2 separate regions of the Mus musculus genome follow, and region 1 is linked to region 2. Evidence: chromatin contacts called from public HiChIP or PLAC-seq data. All regions are on one chromosome and are shown on one strand. The core of a region is the stretch at or near the end of the contact, and the rest is flanking DNA. Distances in the headings are between cores, read along the strand shown. Region 1 overlaps Slc36a1 (solute carrier family 36 (proton/amino acid symporter), member 1). Region 2 holds the start of Slc36a2 (solute carrier family 36 (proton/amino acid symporter), member 2).

Region 1 (6,993 bases), core at 1,970-4,469, 52 kb before region 2:
TCTTAGTCTTGAGGCTCTGGTCCAGGCCCCTCCTGTATCCCTACACCTGGTCTTGAGGACATTAAGAATGACCAGCTATTTGGAACACAGCAAGAAGGAGGGGGTCTGAAGGAAGGGAACAGAGCAAGGACCCCCAGCATGTCATCTGAGGGGCTGCAGGAGGCAGGCAGGGGGGAAATTCCTGCTGAGGGGAAGATAGAGACACAGCTCGACAAGATTCAAGCAACAGAAGACTCCTCCTGTGTGGGGATGCTGGTGTGTGTGTGTGTGTGTGTGTGTGTGTGTGTTTGGGGAGGGCTCACACAGAGTCAGCCCCAGGGTTATCAAGGATTTCTAGAAAGAGTGACTGTGCTCACTGGAAATATAAAGACACAGGAGATCTTGGAAGGAACTGGATGCCACAACCAGAGCCTTAAGGTTTGGAATTATGCTAGAGGGACTCAGCCAGAGAAGTCTATGTCATTTTGAGCTGAAGATAAGAGAGAGTCTCAAAGATCTGACTGGGAAAGAAGATCAGACATGACGTTCTAGGGTAGGGAGTGACTTATCCAGGGCCCACAGCTGCTTCAGTGCAAGGAGAGAATCACTGTCACTGTAGGATATGGTGAGTTCACAGTGATATGGTGAGTTAGTGAGCTGCCACTGTGTTATGCACTGACCCCGTGCTGACTGACAGCCTCACAGCTTCCTGAAATACATAGGCGCCCTCTTGGACTTGATTTGTCAAAGACAGCCTAGAATTTTCTTGGATTCTCTGATAAGCCTCCAAGGTCCAGCCAAAGAAATTGCTTGGTGAGGTTAACGTGAAACTGAAAAACACTAGGAAGTCAACCTGCCTGTGCAGGACACCACACACTCTAGGCGACACTGAAGCCTCAGGGACAGGCTCAACCCTAGGTCAGACGCTGAGGGGAGAGACGCTCACTTAGCCAATGCCCTCAGCAGTTTAGCAGTGAGGCAAGCAGCCGAGTACAGAGACTCTCATCATCCACGCCATTGGTTCCCGGACTTGCCAAGGTTACCAAACTCTGTAGAAGGTTTAGTCCCTGGTGTAAAAGTGTGCGATTTGCCTGTGACCTAAACAGGTCTTCGTACATACTGTCTGTCCTCTCTAGATTATTTCTCACGCCTGAGGTCAGTCACGTGGATGAGAGGTGAGGGAACCACAAAGCCCGTCTATACTTGATATTAAGTGCAATGTTTCCTGTGTTCACTGGGTTGAATCTGCAGCTGAGGTACCTGTAAGGCCATGGAGGGCTGATGGAGCCACATCTCCCTAGCACAGCTAGGCCTGAGGCTAATCAGATAACAACACAGAGCTGAGGGAGGAGCCATAAATTTCCACCAAATTAGCCAGGGAAGATTCCAGAGACAAACTGAATCCTGACTTGGGAAGCAGAGGCAGGTGAATCTCTCGGAGTCTGAGGCCAGCCTGATCTCCAAAGTGAGTTCCGGGACAGCCAGGGCTACCCAAAGAAACCCTGCCTCAAAGAAACAAAACAACAACAGCAAAAAAGTTGAGTCCCAGGTTGGGCATAGACAAGGGCAGCCTGCTAGGTCAGGCACAAGTAATGATGTGAAGACTCAGGGCACCCAGCAGGTCTTGGGGGTGAGAAACTTCTCTGTGCCCTCTAAAGGAGATGAAGCAAATGAGGCATGGTGAGAGTGGTGGGAGGCAGGAACCAGGGGTCTCAGGAGGCGAGTCCTGGCTAGTTAGAAAATGTGAATCCCAGACACATTTTTAAAAACCCTCTAATGTCTCTATGTGCAAAGGAGCTATTGCCAGAAGTTTCTTTCCCTTTAAATAAGATGCTATATAGAAAACTGTTGATTGTCATTGACATAACGTCTCAAAACATGATTCTACCATTACCATTGAAAAGGCAGCCAGCCTCTGAGTAGTCCACACATCCGCACACCTTTGCTCCAGGGCCAAGGGCAGAGTAGAATGGAGAGATGGGAGGTGGCTCAGTGGGTAAGAATGTTTTCTGCACAAGCGTGAAGACCTGTGTTCAGATACCCAGAACCCACATTAAAACCTAAGGTATGGACATACATGCTTACAGCCTGTGTCATAGGGGCAGACTAGAGAATTTCCGGATTTGGCTAACATCCAGCCTAGCTCCAGGTTCAGTGAGAAATCTTGTCTCCAGGGAGTAAGCAGGATACCCAACATCTAGGTGTGCACACTTGCACACATATATATGCATATTATCACAATATATTTTAGAAGGCAACCATCTACATTTCTTTTTAAAGATTTATTTATTTATTACATGTTAAGTACACTGTAGCTGTCTCCCAACACACCAGAAGAGGGCATCAGATCTCATTATGGATGGTTGTGAGCCACCATGTGGTTGCTGAATTTGAACTCGGGACCTTTGGAAGAGCAGTCAGTGCTCTTAACCACTGAGCCATTCCTCCAGCCCCAACCTTCGACATTTTTATTGATATGGTCTCACCAAGCTGCACATTGAAAAATAGGCAAATTTTGCTATATGTAGATCAGAATTCAATCTATTTAAAAAGATGAGGGAGACCATGGTCTATGAGAGCGGTTCTCAACCGTCCTAATGCTGCGACCCTTTAATACAGTTCTGCGTGTTGTGGTGACCCCAACCATAAAATTATTTTTGTTGCTACTTCATAACTGTATTTTTGGTACTATTATGATTCATGATGTAAATGCGTGTGTGTTCCATTGGTCTTAGGGGGACTCTTGTGAAAGGGTCATTCAACCTCCCATCTCCGAAAGGAGACTGAGAGCTGCTGGTCTAGGACAAATGTACCATTCAAGATTCACGGTCTCCAAGCACATCTGCAAAGGGCAGAAATGAAGAGGCTGCCTACCTAGGAAAGCCGGGTCAGCTCACTGTCAGTCATACCGGTCAGCTCACTGTCAGTCATACGCATGTCTCCAGCAGAGCAGGGCTTACCTTGAAGAACTTGGAGATCTGGGGTTTGAATTATAGCCATTACATAGGAATGGAGCCTTGATGCAGACGATCATGTAAATAAGTGTTGACTCCCTTCAGTTTTCTAAGCCCCGCATCCTTCTGACACTCCCTTCACCCTCCTGGCTGAGGCTGTAAGCAAAGGGAAGAGGCAGGTACCAGGAGAAGCACAGGAACTCTGGTACCGACCCCTGCTGTGTTCTAGTTCCTTGTGCCCCCTGCTGTGTTGTGGTTCCTTGTACCAGCTGGTGGCCTGTAAAGACTGACTGGCTCTTTCTTTGGGACCTTGGGTTGACTCAGTGTATGTGTGCACACACAGTCATGCACCAGACAAGGAACATGAGTGGTTGGCCACACATGCAATTGTGACCTAATTATTTATTCTGCCTGGTGACTCAGTAGGCATTTCAGTTAATGTAGGTAAATTCTCTCTCTCTCTTTCTCTCTCTCTCTCTCTCTCTCTCTCTCTCTCTCTCTCTGTGTGTGTGTGTATGTGTGTGTGTGTGTGTGAGAGAGAGAGAGAGAGAGAGAGAGAGAGAGAGAGAGAATATAGAAACAAATTTCAAAGGAGAACTAGCTTAGCTGTGGCTGACAGGTGTACAGTTCCTAGGGCTGGTCTCCACTCAAGTGTGGAAGCTGAGAAGCTGGTCTTGTGGTCTGGAGATAGGATTCCTCCTCAGGGAGGCCACGGTTTAAGAACTTTTGGATGTGATGAAGCCACCCACACTAGCAAGGGTAATCTTTACTTTGTCAACTGCTCTAAATGTTAACATTTGCAAACACCCAGGCTCATATTTGACTGAAAAACCAAGCTGATCCCTAAAACTACCCACTGGTATATGCAGAAGGCGACCCAGGATTTCGGGAGAATATCGAAGTGGTTTAGGGAAACAGGGTTGCTTTCCCTTTCTCAGACCCCTGTCCCTTTGTCAGATTGTCCTAACTCAGTGATTTTTTTTCCCTGAAGTGTGAAAACAAAGACACAGTTTGCAACCTCTCAAAAATAAAAAATAAAATTCATTTATTGAAGTGGAAATTTAACACAAGATCCATATGTGCAACCCAAATGAGACCTAGAAGCTCTGACATGACCCACACATGTACACAATGCACATCTGAAGCTATGACATGACCCATGCATGTTCGCAATGCACATCTGAAGCTCTGACATGCCCCACGCGTGTACGCAATGCACATCCAGGTAGGCGCCAGCACACGGTACTGTCTGGCTGTTAAGACTCTCTGTAGGGCAGTTCTCTCGTTCCTTGATTTCAACATATACTGACAGCTTTACGATATAGACGTGGGATTTTATTATTCATAAAAAAAAAATTCCAGCTTCTTCAACATCGGCTTGATTTAAACCAAAGAACAGGGTAAACACCAGGCTCCTTCCAGCCTCATTTTCTGCTGCTTTTTTTTGATAACTGCTTATGAGCACGGTTTAATGTCTCTGACCAGTGAATGGCTCGGGACACACAGAAAAAGAAGACACCGGCCAGACGGAAGCTGGCGCGGCCAGCAGGACTAAAGTGCCTTCAAGTATTGACCACAGTTTCAAAGATGAGCCACATGGCCCGCTTTCCCCTAATGGTATCTGATTTGTAATGTACTTTGGAAAATTAAATTCTCAAGCCAGCTTGGCGCCACCCTCCTGATTGCCACGTCCGACCACTCTGTCTGGTTCCCATATCAGGCCCCAGAAAGCCTCAGTGTGCCAGTGGGAATGGTGGCTGGGGCTGGCTAGCAGGGAAAGCAAACCCTTGTCCAGAGCCCTTGTCGGGCAGGCAGGTGGGCGGGCGGGCATTAGAAGGGGGTAGTGAGTGCTGTAAACATGATCTGAGCTCTGCACTTCCTGGAAGGATCAAGTGAAACAATGGAATCCAAAGAGCAGACACTGACGGGAGGGAGAAATCTGAGGATGAGACAGCCTAAGGACAGGCTCTGGGATCTAGCTTCAGACCACTGATCACACTTAGCACAAGACTTCCAGGGGAAGAGAGCAGACAGGAGCACCTGCCCATAGGTGTGGCTAGTGAGGTGAGACAGGTGGGCCTAAGCTAACCTCTACCTCTCCCGACCCAGACAGCAGCACAAGTGATGCCACAGCTAAGGGCACGGTGGGTTGCTCGGGCTAGATCACATGCTTCCCAGCAAGTGCTCACATTCAAGTTTTCGATAACTGGCCTCTGACTTTGGGTACAGACAAGGAATGGGCTGGCAAGGATGGGGCATGTCTGCCTCTGGGGCATCTGGATTCAGGCTTAGTTTCCACAAGCCTTGTCTATATTGTTCTGCCCAAGCTCCCATTTATCTGTTTTCCCACCGGGGGCCATCTGGCTCCAAACTGACAGTGGGAGGGGTCAGGAGGGCTCTGACTCAGGGCTCCTGTGGGCGCCTGGGCTGTGTGTGGCGCCTGGCACTATGTGCTTAGCAGCTTCCTGGTGTCCATCCAGAAAGGCCCTGACCTTGCTCAAAGAGTCAGGTCACCAAACTGACAGTACCTCAGGAGTATAGCAAGAGGTCAAAAGATGTGGGCCATACCAAGGTACCAAGGAAGCTGCCCTCAGCCAAATGCTACAGAAGGCACACCACACCGTGTCAGGCCAGGGGCCCTGAAGAGTAGCTGGCCTTGGACAATGGGTCTAGACCTGGGTAGGAGCGCCTGTAAAAGTTCAGAATAGACTTTCTTCCCACCCAGGAAGCCAAGCTCAGGTGGCTTCTAAGAGAGAGCCTGGCCCACAGTTGGGTTGCTGGCCAGCGTCTAAACCTACTTTGGTCACTTTCCAGCCTGAGACTTCAGAAAGCAAGGCGTCTGTGAGTCCCAGCTGGAACCAGGCCACATAAGCACCTGTGGGGATGCTGATGCCAGAAAGGGAAAAAAGCATTGCTCTCCTCGGGGCCAAGACAGCAATGGCTACTCCTAGCAACGCTGCTAAGGACAGTGGCTGCTGTAGCCAGAAACCATCCTTCCCATCCTGTGACCTAGAAGTCACGCAGCAGGCTCTGGACAGAACAGCGAGAAGGGGCTTGGCTGCAAGGTTGGGCCACTAGCTTCTGTCAAACACAAAAGCAGCACTCTGATAAATTCTTGCTTCTTTCTCTAACTCGAGTTTCAAGGCAAATCCTATCTGTAGTTAAGAGCCTGGTAACCAGAGAGGAGACACAAACCGCTCTGTAGTGTGCATATGTGTGCATGCACACGTGTTCACTATCACACACACACACACACACACACACACACACACACACACACACACACATAACCCAGAGATGGAGAGCCAACAGCTGTCCTTTGGGAATCCTGACATCAACAGGGGAGCAGTGGCAAGTCATGGACTCTCAGTGGCCTCTAAAGGCACACCCTAAGATGACTGACCTAGAAGCCAGGTGACTCTGTGAGAGGCATAATAGGGGCAGGTATGGGCCACAGTTAGTGTTTAGTGGTTCCTTGGAAGCCCAGGATACAGAGGCAGCTTGGGGCAAGGCAGGGATTCTGCTCTCTCCCCAGGAACTGTAAACAATGACCCTTGTGCGTAGTGTCTATGAAGAGGAACTGCGCCCCGTCCTTAGCCTTGTATACACGAGTACTTCCGAGTGCCCATATGGAGTCAGTCTCATGAATGGAAGTCCACAGAAGCATGGGGCTTCCAGAGGCGGTGCATGCTCACATGATCTGCTTGAGGTCTCTGAGCCAGCTGGGAGTGGCAGCTCATGCTAGTAACCTCCATACTTGAGGCAACGGTAGGAGAACTGAGAGCCCATCGTCATCCTTGACTACACAGCAAGCAAGTTCAAAGCCAACTCTGGTGACATGAGACCCTGTCTGGAAACAAAACAAAAACAAAACAGACAAACAAACAACAAAATGGCCAAGAGGGCAGGGCGGAGGGCATATCCAAGGTCCCCTGGAGCAGGTGTCTTAGTGGAAGGAGAAGCCAAGTGCCAAGCTGCTGAAGCTGTGATGCCAGGTCTGAAGTCAAGAGCCTGAACCCTAAGCTTAAATACACCGTAAATACCTCCAGCCTGAGCAGTG
Region 2 (6,239 bases), core at 2,455-4,954:
AAAGGAAGAGAGTTGACTCTTGCCCGGAAGAGAAGTGCAACTCACAAGATCAGTGAATGAAGAAGGCACACACAGCCATATCTTAGGCCCCTTCAAACCCCCATCCCAGCATTCCTTATTACCTCCCTAGACTATCAGGTGCACCTCAAGATCCTATGCTTCAACCTGCATACAAGAATGAAAGAAGTGGGCTGGAGAGATGGCTCAGCGGTTAAGAGCACTGACTGCTCTTCCAGAGGTCCAGGGTTCAATTCCCAGCAACCACATAGTGGCTCACAACCATCTGTAATGAGATCTGATGCCCTCTTCTGGTGTGTCTGAGGACAGCTACAGTGTACTTATATACATAAAATAAATCTTTAAAAAAAAAATGAAAGGAGCTCCCCACACCACCTCAACTCTACAGTGTGTGTGTGTGTGTGTGTGTGTGTGTGTGTGTGTGTGTGTGTGTGAGTGTGTGTGTGAGTGTGTACATTTAAGTTGTACTTGGGGTCAGTAAGTCACTTCAGAGGGTAAAGGCATCTGCCAGCAAGCCAGAAGACAAGAGCCCAGAACCCACATGTAGAAAGAGAGAGCCAGTTCCTACAAGTCATCATCCGAACTCCACACTTGAGCTGTAGTGCACTCCTGCACACGTGCGCGTGCACACACACACACACCTCTTTCTAAAGTGTAACTGAGTTACATTCACTCCTCTGACCTTCTACTCAGCCCTCAGCTTTACAGAGAACGCCCACCCATGTGTCTCTGGTCCTCCTGCCTTTAGAAGTCATATGCACTCTGGCATCTACTTCATGTAATGAGGTGGTAAGGCTCAGAGTACAGCAGTGTCCTCTCCAGGGTTCCAACGGCTTTGTGGTGGTGCCACGCTGGAATCCAGCTCTCCAGATGCCTGGCTCCTCCTGAGTCCTCACCCTTTCATCTGACCAGTAGTACCACACACTAGGAGTGTACACCTTTGTCTCACCCAACAAGGTTCCTTTTGGCCATGATATACATGAAGGGACCCTGGTCAAACACCAGTATTCCAGCTACTCCTATTCAAAAGGTCTGAAGATTAACCCCAGATTCTTAATCAATTTGGAGAGGAAAGCAAAATTGATTTCAGCCCCATCCCCTGACAATCTGCGTGTACAGATCTCATTGCCTGGAGGGAGCAAAGCTCTTTCGACAAGATGAAATCTAAAATTAGAACCAAACTGTGGAATCCCAATTGCAGGTTCCACAAAGCAGCCTGCTACTCCACAGACCAGGAATAGCACCATGTGATGGTGCCAGACAAGGGAAGTTAGGACACTTTGCAAACCACAGCCGGGCCACAGTTGACTCAGGGCAAGGACATGAAGGGTAGGGCCAGCACACTTAACCAAGAATCAGTGTGGCGATCAAAGCTGCAGGCAGCAGGCCTGCTAGGATCTGGCTAGGGTGCAGCAGGGACTCTTCCAAGGGATGAGACCTCTGTCAAACTGTCCTTTGCCTTTTGGAGCCTCAGTTTCCAAGAAACAAAACAACAGTGCTCCCCCAATGAAGTTGCCAGTTTTTTTGTGGAGTCTAGCACATACCACTGGGGATGCAGGAAGGAGCAGGAAGGGGTGGGGGTGAACCTCCTCTTTGTAGCTTTAAACATTACTATTGTTTATCTATTTGCTAGTGGGATGGGGCGAGTAGGGAATCAGAGGACAATTTACAAGAGTTCCACCAGGTGGGCTCCAGGGATCAAACTCAGGTTACCATGCCGACAGCAAGCATCTTTACTAATGAACCATCTCCCAGCCTGGGGTGAGACTCTTTAGGAGAGAAAACAAAACAAAAACAGGAACTGGGAAGAGATAAATGGCTCAGTCAGTAAAGTGTTTGCTGGGCACTAATGGGGACTAAGCTTGATCTCCGAAACCCACACAAGAGCCAAGCACAGCTTCATGTGGCTGCCCGAGGCTATAATCCCACTGCTGGTGTCAGGGTAAGGATGCAGAAACCGGTGGGATTCTGGAGCTCACTGGCCAGATTTGCTGAACTCTAGGTTCAATGAGAGACCCTGTCTCAAAATAACACAAGATGGAACTGGGCATAGTGACACATGCCTTTTGTCCCAGCACTTAGGAGGCAGAGTCAGGCTGATCTCTGTGAGCTCAAGACCAGCCTGATCTACAGAGTGAGTTTCAGGACAGCCATGGGCTACATAGTATCTCCAAACCTCTGAGTGTACACACTATGCATGTATGCATAGGACACACAGACGTGCCACAAGTTCAGAATTGCACGCCGGACCCTAGAAAGAACCCTGGTAAGGGACAGGTCCTTCAGAGTCTGTCTTAGGTGTTCCTGATACCATGGGGGTGTTTTAAGCTACACTGTTGGCACACAGTACGGCCTCGGTAAATGTTGCTTTCTGAGGAGGAGATGGTGGTGGGGAGACTGGTACAAGAAGAAAAATGCTATAATTTGTAGAAGAGGAGAGTTTGGCTGGTTCGTTTACCCTGAGCAGAGATAATGACAGAGAGCAGAATCCCAAGAAGCTCCCGAGACCATCTTCCGGTCCAGAGCTCCAACCCGGAAGCCACATTGTAACCTTAAGCAGATCACACCCGGTCGCCCCTGAAGCCCCTGAACCGTGGCCTGCCCGGGAAAACGCGCCTGGGACTCATGCAGAATTCATTCCTTTCCTTCTCCCTCCATGGAGCCTTCAGAAAGTAAAGGCACCTCTTCAGCAGTTCTCAACCTGTGGGTGGCGACCCCGGGAGGGGGGGGTGCCACATATCAACTCTCCTGCATATCAGATATTTACGTGCCAATTCATAACTGGCAACAGTTTATGAAGTAGCAATGAAACTGTTATGGCTGAGGGTCACCACAACATGAGTCACTGTATTAAGTCAGCACTATGTTTGAGGAAGACACCGCAAATCCAGCTCTTACCTCCACATATACACAGCATGCACGCATGCATACAAACACACAGACAGGCCACGAGTTCAGAATTACACGTGAAACCTTAGAAAGAGCCCTGCTCTAGGTGAGGTGCCAGCTGCCCCTCCCATCTTCTTAGAGCTGACTGCAGGCTGGTAGGACCTGGGAAGCCTGCCCTGAGATGAAGACAGGAAGGCATTTTTTTTCAGAGACAGAAATGGGTACCCCCTTAGCGGAGTGTGTAATAAATAGTTCGGCTCTCGTCATTAAAATTATCAGGATAGACTGGAAATAAGGCTCAGATGTGGACTGCTTGCCTAATATGCTTAAAGGCCTGGGTCCTGCCCCCAGTTCTGTATAAAAACAGATGCGGTGGTGGACACATCTGTAATTCCAGCACTCAGGAGGTAGAGGCAGGTGGCTCAAAAGTTCTGGATGATCCTTAGCTATCTAATGAATTACAGGCCACTTTGGGCTACAGGAGATCCTGTCACACACGAAAGAAAGAAAGAAAGAAAGAAAGAGAGAGAGAGAGAGAGAGAGAGAGAGAGAGGAAAGGAAAGGAAAGGAAAGGAAAGGAAAGGAAAGGAAAGGAAAGGAAAGGAAAGGAAAGGAAAGGAAAGGAAAGGAAAGGAAAGGAAAGAAAAGAAAAGAAAAAGTTAACTGCACTGTGGTTGATTGGGTAATATCAATAAAGCTTATGGCTCTCTTCCCAAATCCCTCCTTCCTCTCTTTCTCCCGCTGGGTTTCTTTAAGCAAGAGGAGGCGGGGTGTCCATGCAGGTGGGCGTGGTCTCATTCCAGCCAGGCCAGAGCAAGCTCTCCGGTCAGATCTACTGGGCCCAACTTGCACCTGCACATACACCTCCTTGATTGCCCTCTCCCTACCTTGAGCTTGCCCTTTCTGAAGCCATCATGTCTGTGACCAAGAGTGCCAGGAGTCCGCAGGTAGCCACCCCTCTCAATCTGGACCTTCCTGAGAGTGCCAAGAAGCTGCAGAGCCAGGATCCCAGTCCAGCGAATGGGAGCTCTTCAGAGTCATCAAAGAAGACCAAGGGCATAACGTGAGTGCAGCTCCCTCCCACCCCACGTCTGCCTCCATCAGCTTCCAGTCCGGATCTCGAGGTGGGCATGTCTGACCCTCAACCCACTGTGCAGCTGGGAACACCAAAGAGGAAAAAGTGCAGTCAGGGTCTGTGTCAAATAGGACGTTCTAGCTAGGGGCACGATTAGAATCTGAAAAGTCCTGAGAGGGAAACTGAGACCCAGCTGCTTTAAGCCACATGCTAAGATTTATTGGAAGGAAGGGGGCTAAGCACTTTTGTTAAAGTCAGTTTGGGGCTCTCAGTGTCTAGGAGGGAGGCAGAACTTGGAGGGAAGCTGGGGTCAGTATGTAAACCACAGTGGCCTCAGCCACAAGCAACAAGCAAGCCTCTCCCTGTCGCAAGCCTGGGTCCTGCTGCCGCTGGGGCTGCCATGGTACTACTCAAAGAACAGCACGTGGAAGCTTCTAGTGTCTTCCATTTCCCAGAAGATGGATTCTAGAGGAGACATTCGCAAAGATTTTTCAGAACACGACAAGCTACAGGGCTCCAATACCCTCCTCCTCCTCCTCTTCTTCTTCTTCCTCCTCCCTACTTGACTTCACTAACATAGCAGTCTAGCCAGCCCAGGCTCGTGCTTTAAGGAGCAAGTTTGACGTCATCAAGGTAGTAGGGAGTGTAATTAACAGAGGACCAGAAGGTCTGGGTTCAGGTGGAAGCCCTGTCCTTCTCTTCCCTGAAGCAAGTGTCCTCATATGGAAAGCAGGGAGGAGCAGATACGACCTAGTATATTAAAGGATGGACAGACAGACAGAGTGGGGAATGTGTGGCAGAGAGGGAGAAGGTGCTGAAGGAATGGGTACAGTCTCTCTCCACACTGCATACAAGACACTGCAGGAATGGCCTCAATGGCTCCTTTGTCCCTGGGTCTGGTCCTGGGCTTCCTAAGTGCTAGAGGTCACTGAGTGAGCTGCTGAGGCCCCTGGACCACCCACAGCAGAGCAGGGTATTTTTCAACTTTGAGAGAACCAGCTGACTCTTGTGTCCTGGATGGTCAAGGTGGCAATTTCAACTCCTTAAAAATCAAAAGAATAAAACAAGAGAGAGTCAGAGCGGAGCCTGTGGGGCTTGGAGACAGGGAGTCCAGGCTGGGAAAGCAGGCAGGGGATGGAGTCTGGCTGTCTGGGTTCAGTTCCCACTCGCCAGCCCGAGAAAGTCTAGAAATGATGGCTTGCTCCTCCTAGTATGGCTGCACCTTCTATGTGAGCGCGAGCTGAGTACTTGTGTACTCTTAGCTGCTTAAAAAGTACTTGTGATGGTGGCTCCAGGTCACCAAAGGACCCGGGCCTCCTGGCTCCTGGTCCAAATTTTTGCATGGCTCGACACACTGCAAGCTGACCGAACAAACAGCTACAAGCTAATTCTGATTTCCTAAGTCCTTTAGTTAGAAATTTCCTAAGTGACCCGTTGACCCCTTCCCAGTTGCAAAACAAGCCCATCGCTGGGGGCTGAGGGTGTAGTTCTCTGTCAGCAATGTTGACACCCACAGGGAGAGAGACAGGCACGCAGGATTCTCCACCACCACCCCTCCTCCAACTGTTCTTTAACTCCCGCCAGTCCATGGGCAGGTCCTCCAATGCTGGAGGACTTGGGGGTTAAAATAGAGACCAGGAGTTGAGTCAGCTCTTTCAAATTTTTTTGTTATTCTTAACATTTGCAGAGGCGCTACAGAGCCAAACATGTGCCCCCACAAAATGACAGAGCCGGATAAGTAGCAGCCTTGGGTTGTAATCCTGGGTTTGTCTGATTCCAAAATCTAGGCTCCTGCCAGACTCCTGTCTCTGCTTCCAGACGATCTCTTGGCTGCAAGGGTTTTTTGGGGGAATTTCTAAGGTTTCTGGGGGTTTGGATAAAAGCTTAGCACTGTGTGTCACAAGGTTGGAATACAGAAACATCTAGAAGAGAGCTGGGATATTTGAGATTCATTGGGAGAGAAAGTCCCAACTTGGAATTGTTCTCCCCTAATGACCTTGTCCTCTAGATCAACTTCACATCTGTCTAAACTAAATAGTAAATTGAGGCTGGGAATATAGCACAGTTGGTAAAGCGCCTGTCTGGATGGCACACTGCCCTGGGTTTGATCCCCAGCACCGTATAAACTGGGCATGGTGACATAGCTGTAGTCTCAACACTTGGGGTATGGAGGTGGGACAATCAGAAATTGAAGGTAACCCTTGGCTACATAGTGAATTTGAGGCTAGCCTGTGCTATAGGAGATCCAGAGAACAAT

The links. HiChIP or PLAC-seq counts read pairs in DNA pulled down with a chosen protein or histone mark.
Region 1: an HNF4G HiChIP or PLAC-seq map of pancreatic cancer cells shows a contact between it and region 2. The contact joins the enhancer-like site here to the promoter of Slc36a2 in region 2. A contact is called at or near these places in 3 of 39 promoter capture datasets (the C10 cell line, the HPC-7 cell line and liver), 2 of 15 datasets of contacts at CTCF or cohesin (CD8 T cells and the G1E-ER4 cell line), 19 of 484 Hi-C or Micro-C datasets (the HPC-7 cell line, LSK cells, the P5424 cell line and 15 more), 7 of 115 datasets of contacts at active chromatin or transcription factors (CD8 T cells, the HPC-7 cell line, acute myeloid leukemia and 4 more) and 4 of 9 other capture datasets (adipose tissue, bone marrow-derived macrophages, liver and 1 more).

What each region holds. Positions count from the first base shown.
Region 1 is chr11:55,233,292-55,240,284 of GRCm38.p6, reverse strand. It overlaps Slc36a1 (solute carrier family 36 (proton/amino acid symporter), member 1), which reads right to left. Exons shown (of 11, transcript NM_153139.4): 11 at 3,955-6,993. Among named protein-coding and RNA genes, the nearest start is that of Slc36a1, 32 kb to the right of the region's middle. Within about 2 kb of position 3,219, at least 11 of the 459 cell types and tissues checked have an H3K27ac peak or open chromatin away from gene starts, as enhancers often do. A contact at or near this core is called in bone marrow-derived macrophages and pancreatic cancer cells, where this site is marked.
Region 2 is chr11:55,182,542-55,188,780 of GRCm38.p6, reverse strand. It overlaps Slc36a2 (solute carrier family 36 (proton/amino acid symporter), member 2), which reads left to right and starts at 3,704. Exons shown (of 10, transcript NM_153170.3): 1 at 3,704-3,970. The coding sequence starts at 3,822.